2 separate regions of the Rattus norvegicus genome follow, and region 1 is linked to region 2. A link is a contact called in public Hi-C data. All regions are on one chromosome and are shown on one strand. Each heading gives the region's core, a stretch centred on a gene start, on an enhancer-like site or on the middle of the called end of the contact. The rest is flanking DNA. Distances are from core to core; before and after follow the strand shown. Region 1 holds the start of Pkn2 (protein kinase N2). Region 2 holds the start of Gtf2b (general transcription factor IIB).

Region 1 (4,614 bases), core at 1,391-3,890, 130 kb after region 2:
ATTCCAGTAAGGATGAAGACAAAATAACGTGTTTCAGAGTTACAAAGTTGCCTTTCAAGAAGCAAAGGCCAATTCCAGCTCTAGCAAAGTATTTCAAATTCTGCAGTATAGTTAAAAAATGAAACTGAATGTATGCTTATAAATAAGAATTTCATTGAATTTATAATCAGTATCTAGAGTGAAACAGTATTGTTAGGACAAGATATGGTGAAGTAACAGTGTTCAGCCATTAAACACATCTTAAAATTGGTTACATACTAGTTTGGCAGAAAATCATTAAGAAACTAATTTTCAGTCTAAATAAATTCAAAAAATTTAGAAGCTTAAAAAATGACTCTGAATAAACTTTTGGCAAATATTGAGTCAACGTACATTTTCATGACTAAATGAAATAAATGTTTGAATAAATGAGGTGTAAAGTGATGATAGGGAACAGTATAAATATTAGTAAACATAATAAACTTTAGATGCAAGAATTTTTATTAGAGCTGAGTAAATAAACTAAGAAAAATGTCCTCCATATATGACAATGTAAAAGTTGTTGAAGTACCAGATAATAAGAACTATTTTTTAGAGGAAGCTATACTTTATTATAAAAAGTAACTCCATTGGGTGTTCCTTTGTTTCCACTTTTTAACTTGTCATATTTAAAGGGTTTTTTTTCCTTCTTTAACTTGCTTGTTACTGCTGAAATTGACCTTACTAACAAAAAGTTCCTAAATATAACTTAATAATAAAAAATGCTTTCGGTTACAATGCCAAAATAAGTGCATTTATGCCAACCCCCCGAAAATACAAGGATGCCATATACTTTATAATTCAACACCACAGATAAGACAAATGCTGCCATTTTAAAGGCATTTTCTTCTATAAATATGCTTTTCATATTTCAAAAGAAGGCAATATATGCTTTTTCCAAAATATTTAAGACCAAAAGTACATGCTTACTTTTAGAAGCATGTAAATTCCTAAAAGGATCTATTCAGTTAGCAAATCTGTGTTGTGAAGAGTTGCTTACTAAAAGCTAATTGTAGTTAAAAGGTTATATAGTGACATTTTCGAATGACAGGAAATTGAACTTTACATTTCCGAAGGATTCCACAAGTGCAGCAGTGTATTTGTGTGCCCTGTACAAGTCTCTAATTTTGATTAAGATATAGCAAATATCACAGCAATGTGTTTAAACTGATATCTGATTGTCCGAATATACCAGACTTATAATGGAATCTAGAAAGAAAGGCATTTCAAAAAGAAATTTACACATTGAAGCAATTATTAACTTTGTCATCATAAAAACAAAAATCAACTGAGTAGCCAAAATATGAATACATTAAAACAAAACAAACCCAGTTTAGAGACAAAATTCTAATCCAGATGTAAACAATCCCTTGAATACTCCACAGTAATGAAAACTAAACAACATGGTAAACTTAAGTCTTCGACTCCATAGAGATCTCAAAAGAAAAATCGTGCTTACTTCATCAAATATTTTGTTGTAGATAGGAAAAGAATAATGTTGCTTTGACACGGAATACACTAATTCAGAGATCTATTTTGTTATCTTCTGCGGACATGTGCTGCCTAACGTTTTCACTTAATGAACTGTTCTCTGGTTTGTAAACAACTTCTGTAGCTCTCTCTCACTCTCTTGTGTCCAAATCAGAGAGAAAATGAAAGTCTTGGGGTGGGGGAGGCATCAATATCTGAACTTCCGGATGTGAGCAGGGGGAGTCATCGGAGAGACCACCTATCTATCTTTCATGGAGTTAAAAAGGAAAAGTTGAGAGAAAGCCGCGGCCCGCAGATCACGCTACAGGCTCTCCGTCACCTGAAGGGGGCTGGCAGCGCAAGGCCATCACTTGGGAGCAAGTCCTCCGGGGCTGAAGTTCTGGGGGGCGCTCTTTGTGCTGTCGGAGGGGAAGGGGAGGGAACCGCCCACAGCCTGGGAGTCATTCAAAGGAGTTCGGGAGCGGGGTTGGGGGGAGGGCGGGGCGGTGACACCGGGAGGGGACCCGAGCGAGCGCACGGACCCGCCCGCGGAGACGGTGTCCCTCCGCCCGGTGGCCTCCGAGAGCGCGCGGGAGACTGGGTCCCGGGGAGGAGAAGCGGCTCCGGCCTGACAACCCGCGAGTTTCCACACCTAGCGGGCCAGGGGCGCGCCGCACAGCGTCCCAGACCCCGCGGCCGCCTTCCCCCGTGTTCCCAGGGCGGCGCTCCCGCAGGGCCGCGGCCCTTACCTGCAGCTCCGTGAGGAGGATCTCCCCCCGGTCGGGGTTGGACGCCATGGCGCTCCGCTCGGGACTCCGCACCTGAAAGCGGCCAGCGGCGCGGCCGAGGGAGAAGGCGGGACGGGAGCCGGGCGGGGGGGTGAGGACCGGAGAGAAAGCAGCAACTAGGGAGTCATGGAGGCGCGGCCCGGCTGCAGGCGCGGCTCAGGCGGCCCGGCTCATGGAGAGCGGCGGGGAGCGAGGGCCCTCGGCGCGGCTCCCCTCGCCGCCCGCCGCCGCCCGCCGGACTCTGTTCCCTCAGCCGCTCCCTCAGGGCGACGCCGGGAGCCGCCTCAGAGCTCTCGGTGCGGGGCGCAGCGGCCGCGGCGGCAGCTCCTCCTGTCGCACCATTTGGCTGTCACCGTGTCGCAAAAGCAGCCTCACTTGGCGGCTGCCGGCGCACGTGACGGCCGCGGCCACCGCCCCCGGCTGGGCGGGCTCTGGGAAGATGGTGTTGGCGGGGACCCCGAGGCCAGGCGCGCGGGGCGGGGCGGGCTCTGGGTGGGCCGGGGTGACACTGAGGCGAAAGGCCCGGGCTCGCGTCGCCGGGAGGCGGGAAGGGCGAGCAGGCCACACCCACCTCCGGCTGCGCTTAACGGCTCCGCGCGAACGCTAAGTCTGGCCTCCGGCCGCAGGTTGGGGCTACTTTCGGCCCGCCCTTCTGGGGAGCCTCGTCCCGAAGCTCGCCCACCCCGTGCTGCCCCTTCCTCCCTCCCTAACCTGCCCAAGCGTGTCAACCTCTTGCCTTAGGCTCGCGCGACGTCGCCACCAGTAAGGTGCACTGTGAGCCAAACCGGCACGGAAGAGGCACTTTGGAGAAGTGGGAGTGGTCAGAGCTCCAACAACTTTTCAGGGCAATCCCCACTGGCTGCCTTTTCCTCGAGCGCTACCCTGAGCGGTGGTTGGAGCTGGAAAACTACTGAGCTCAAAGTTGAACTGGCTCATTTGTTGATTTTTTTTTTTTAATCTAAGTTTAACGGAAAGAGATGGGGCAGAATCAACTTCGGGAAGGAACCGAGGCCGACCTGACTGGGGGAGGTATAAATGAGAACTAATTACTTAGTAGCATAGTCTACTTAGTAGCATCCCATAACTAGCTACTTAGTAGCATAGTCTACTTAGTAGCATAGTGTAACTCGTAGTTGTAACTCCATGGGGCTTCTACAAGTAACACTATCACAAGTATCAACAGAGACCCCAAGCTGTGGCTTTTGTCTAATCAGTGAGTGGATTCTCTGTGTTGGCTTCACTTGGGATTCTGACGATTAAATGCAGCTAGCTGGTTAAAAGCAATTTGGAGAAAGTGGTGGTAGCCATTTAGTGAGTATGAGGAATTAAAGGCAGGCTCCAGGCGGGGAGGTTCAGGTCTGAGAAGAACTTTACTTTTCCTGTGTTATTGATGCAGGCTCCTACAGATTGTCTCCCAGAGTCTCACTGAACTCAGAAAACATTGAAAATCTAGAGTTCTTTAACACCGATTCACAATATATTGACAAAATTTTCCAGTGTGTACTTTGTGTACTTCGAAAGTTCTGTTTAATGAATTGCCTGGACTGAAAACAGTAAAAGCAACAGGTAGCTTAATCAGGTTACACAATCAACTTTAAAATGGGTTTATGGCTGGCTGCACACTGTTACTTCACCAAATCTTGTCTTAGGAATACTGTTTCATTCTACATACTGATTATAACTTAAGTGAAATATGTATAAACACGGATCCAGTTTCATCGTACTGCAGGATTTAAAATACTTTGCTAGAGCTGGAATTGGCTGGTTATTAACTGTTGCTTCAAGAATGGTAGATCGAGGGGCTGGGGATTTAGCTCAGTGGTAGAGCGCTTACCTAGGAAGCACAAGGCCCTGGGTTCGGTCCCCAGCTCCGAAAAAAAGAACCAAAAAAAAAAAAAAAAAAAAAAAAAAAAAAAGAATGGTAGATCGATAAACCTGAGACACACTACTTTGTCTTCATACTTTCTGTAGTGTGTAGAGTAACGTTTGTAACTCTTGCAAATAACGTGAAGGCTTATTAATCAAAGAAGCAACAAGGAACTAACAACATTTGGAAAAGCCAGGATATATAATTACCTTCCCCAGTAACTAATAGTCAGAGAGAGTTAGACCCTGGAGTTATAAGGAGGATTAAGAAAGAGACTATAACAAGTGAGTAGGGAGTCCTTTTGAGGAAGCAGTGTTGTGTCCAAAACACTATGTTGCAATTTTAAATAGTAGTTACAAAGATGTAGGAGTTAATGCTAGTATTTTTTTATTGTAAAGTATACATAGCAAAACTTACCATTTAAAGTGTTCAATTTAGGGTCACTAGATTCCTACTGGTATATATATTTCA
Region 2 (4,359 bases), core at 759-3,258:
AACCAAAACAAAAAGATCTTGAAAAGAATGTCTAGGCTTGGAGATTTCAAAACCTACTTTAAGGCTTCAAACTCTCTTCTAGCCCACCACCCACCAGAAGTAGGGAGAAAGAAACGTTAATAGGAAATAGGGGTTGGGAACATGCTTAGAAATGGTTCTTTGGAGCAATTCAAATCTTCATTGCCAGCAGTCCCATCCACTAACAAAACACCAAATCAGCAGCAGCAGTCCAGTATACTCACCAAACATCAAACACGAATCAGTAGGAATGGCTAGATCCAGTAGAAACCATCAGGCCCCCACCTATGAGTACAAGTCCTCAGAAGCAGGAAGAAGCAGTTGGAATACCACCAGAAGTTCTTTGGTGCATTGCTCTCTATGAAGTCACAACAAGCAGCGATCAGCCAAGGAAGCAAGGCAAACCAAGGCAAGAGTGTCATCAGCGAAGACCAGACTCAGCAAAGCCTAAGGAAGACCAGCAAAGAGCCCCAAGGCAAACCAATGCAAGAGCACTGTACACTCTCTGTTGGGTTCTACATACACTCTTTCCAATCATATGTCTGCTCAAGCATCTGCTCCATCAAAACACCACATGCCCATTCACTAGGCAGCTTCCAGGAAAACACTCTGTGTCTGTTCTCAGCAAAACATCCTCACATAAGACACTTTCCAGAAAAACATCACATGAAACAACTGAGTCTCCAACCAAACCAGAAATTCCCACTTCAACAATGGCATTTGATGGCCATTAACAAATAAAATGCTTACTGAGTTTTCGTCTCAGTGGAAGATGCCCACCTTGTGGTTATTTTGATTCAGATTTTGTCCACTGGGTTTATTTACAAGAGTGTATCGTTATTACCTTAAGGAAAGAGGGTGGGACCTGAGACAGGGTCTCACTCTGCAGGTCAGGCTGGCTTGGGATTCCAGACTGCCCACCTCTGCAACCTAAGTGCTAGAATTACAGGGGTGAACCACAAGACCTGCCTTATTATTTCCAGGTTGGTACGAGTTTAGCTGATTAATGCATCTGGGCCCTAGGACAGTCGTTAGCTGTTTTATCAGTTTTTCTATACTCAGCTTTCAGTCAAATGTCCAATGATGATTGGGGAAAGACAAAAACCTGGGTCATAGCAGGGCCAGACTCTCTGTCTGCCTCACAATATATATGGCTATCACTGGGCTCTCTTGGATCTCTTGCAATTCTAGAAGGGTTTGTGAGGCAGACACCCTCTATTCCCTACACTATTGAGGTAAAGGACATGTAGGAACTTTGAATCATGTTGGTCTATGACAGAGCTTGAATTGATAACCTGTTCCTCAAGACAACAGCTAATTTCTCTTTTTATTACAAATTCCTTAGGGCAAATGAGAGATTCAATCAGACAGGGAAAACTGACTGAAAAATAAAAAAGTGGTTTGGTGTGAGGGCTTTGTCCCTTTCAACCAACCTGGTTTCCTTGTGTGTTGTTTGTTTAAAGGTGTTTGTTTGAAACGTGGTCTGACTCCAGATCCTCCTCCGACCTTCTTACTGCAGGAATACAACAGGAGATCTGAGGCAACTCCCATTTTAATCTGGTCTGTTTGAGAGCTAGCTCTGGTGCAGCTCATCCTGAGACTCTTCTTGCTTTGGCTTTTTGTTTGACTTGTTTGAACTTTCTCTCCTCCCACCACTCCCCCACCCTACCTCCGGCTGTTATGGAGCTCCTAGTGTAGACCGGGCTTCCCCTAAACTCACAGAGATCCTCCAGCCTCTGCCTCCCGAGATTAATGATGCGTGCTATCACGCCAGGCTTTGAAATTTTGCCTATTAATAAGCAGCCGAGAGCCACGCAGCAAAGAAAACCAGGAAGTACACAGCCCGCGTCGTCATGCACCCAACACTTTTTGGCCTTCCTCCCGACCCGTAGCTGCGCGGAGTGCGCGCGAGTGACTCGCACATAAAATCCCGGCTCGGGGCGTCTAAGAGCCAGTGCTGCTTCCTGCTTTGGACGGAGCTGTTGGCGGAGCCTTGAAGATGGCGTCGACCAGCCGGTGAGTGCAACGGCCTCCGAGCGAGTGGAGATGGGGATCGCGGGGCCGAGGCTCCTCCAGAAGGCCGCCACGGGCGTCCCTTGTCCGCCTGAGTCATCGCCCCCCGGGCTTGTCCCTGCGGATCGGCACGGCCCCGACCTCCGTCTCGGTCGGACCCTCCAACCGTCTTTGTGTCATGTTAATGTTTTCTGTGTATTTCCTCCCTTATGGCCCATCCGGTCTGAGGGTCCGAAACCGCCTTTCCAAAAGCTGGGGAAGCGACGTTCCAGGACCCTGTCGATCTGACAGCCACAAAGTTGAGAAACGTCAACATTGGTTGTCTGGTGGAAAGGGTCGCCAGCTCAGTGGCTCCCCCGAGAAGTGGAAATGAAAGCACATACGGAGACTTGATTCATTCTCCTAAAAGATCCCACCCCCGTCCCCACCCCGAAAAGTATCATTGCATACTCCGAAGGAGATGCTGTCTGCAGAAAATTAATTACATATGCTGGAAGTCATTTTAAATGTATTTTTAAAACGCAGTGCACTTAATATCTACAGGAAATGCGTGTTGTGTCCTCAGAGACGGCCTTTAATCTTGTGACCTGCAAAATGCTTTGCAGACCCTAATTATATATCTCTTGTAACCACTATGAGGTACATATTAGTATATTGGCATATGTGTAAACTGAGTCATGCTAGCATGTTGACCTTTCCAGTGCCTAGTATACCTATTTGTGATTATCATTCCACTGGTCTCCAGTTAACACAGAATGTACAGAAAGTATCAAATTAAGTTCTTCACTACTGGCACTTTTTTTCTGAAGTGGTTACTCTGTGTGGAGTTGCTAAACGTCACCACAGGAAGCCATTATTCACCAAAACCTCGGCCCATTCTGGGAACCTCCAAGTCTGCGGTTTATTATAAAAAGTGGGAGGTGGGCATAGGAAGCCGCTTCAACTTCATGTGTGGAAGCCATGGACACTCTTGTTTACTGATTATGGTTTAATTAGATTAATTATGATTTAATCATTCCATCTGGGTGTGGTTTTATCAGGTAAGGCTTCCTTGTAGGGACATGGGAACCTTCAGCTTCCCCAAATACTGTTGAAATTTCCCATGGCTGACGTGGAATCTGAGTGTGTTCCTATGTAGGCATTGCTTGTCTTTCCGTATGGAAAAGGAACTCCTATATTCTTGAAACACAAGTGGTAGTGTTTGAATAGTATACATTGTAAAATCACTGGTTACAATTTTTAAACTTTTCTTCCCTTAAAAATTTCCTTGAAATTTATTTTTTTCTGGACAGCCAGTTTTTGTTTTTGAGTTACTGGTCTAGAATCTTCCTGTCCACCTTGAAAGCTAGGGGATTGCAGATATGCCTGGACCTCATCCAGCTTTTCAATCTGTCATTATTGTTCCTATCATGTTTTTCCACCAGTGTGAGTAGAGAGAAGTCACTGGTAGATTTTTGCCTGAGAGTTTGTCCTTGAGGGTGGTATGTCGTTGGCACTGGCTGGTGTTCATTTTCCAGGAGGACATGTCCCGAGGGACGCCTACTACTTATTCTGACTTCAGTAACTTTGACCACCATCTCTAAAATGAAAATAGTGCCTGTCTTTCAGGATGTGTAGATTGAGCTTCAAAATGTATTTGGGGCTGGGGAGGGGCTCCATGGTTAAGAACAGTGGCTGCTTTTCCAGAGGACTTGGGTTTAATTTCCAGCACCCACATAGCAAGCTCATGAACTCTAACTCCAATTCCAGGGTATCTCTTCTCCTGTCTCTGTAGGCACCAAGTCATATTCATGCTTCACAGACAAACATGCAGACAAAAAGCCATACTAAAATAATGTTCAAGGCAGTATCATTTAAACACACTGCAGAGTTCTTGATGTTTCCCTCTCTTAAATGCTAGGGATTGAAACCAGGACTTGTATATACTAGGCGAGCATTCTCCCACTAAGCTACATCCCCAGCCTCTTTGCCTACTTTGGTTTTTGAGACTGTAGAGTAAGCTGCCCTGCAACTCTTATGTACAGTTAGTTATCGGTGAGCGCCATTCCCAGTCCTTGACCTGCTATTTACTTATCTACTTATCTATTTACCTTTTGAGGCAGCCTCACTCTAGTCTATGTATAGTATAATATATAGTATTTTATATATATATATATATATGTATATATATTATATAGTATTAGGGTGGCCTCGAGTTGATAGAATACCTTAGTTCTGTTCCATCAGAGCTGGCTGGATAGCCTTGTTGGTAGTGCCAGACTATGTTAATCCTTACCATACTGTTAGGTTAACTTCCTGCTTTGTTTATTGCTCTTATTCTGCTAACAT

What was found. A called contact is a pair of places that touch in the nucleus more often than the background predicts.
Region 1: a Hi-C map of liver shows a contact between it and region 2, with 3 times the contacts expected there. The contact joins the promoter of Pkn2 here to the promoter of Gtf2b in region 2. A contact is called at or near these places in 2 of 12 Hi-C or Micro-C datasets (frontal cortex and liver) and 1 of 1 datasets of contacts at active chromatin or transcription factors (oligodendrocytes).

What each region holds. Positions count from the first base shown.
Region 1 is chr2:234,556,729-234,561,342 of GRCr8, forward strand. It overlaps Pkn2 (protein kinase N2), which reads right to left and starts at 2,641. Exons shown (of 22, transcript NM_001105755.2): 1 at 2,238-2,641. The coding sequence starts at 2,285.
Region 2 is chr2:234,425,726-234,430,084 of GRCr8, forward strand. Gtf2b (general transcription factor IIB) reads left to right here and starts at 2,009. Exons shown (of 7, transcript NM_031041.2): 1 at 2,009-2,034. The coding sequence starts at 2,018. LOC108350125 (a long non-coding RNA gene) reads right to left here and starts at 1,878. Exons shown (of 5, transcript XR_010064474.1): 1 at 1,739-1,878; 2 at 1,452-1,531; 3 at 243-376.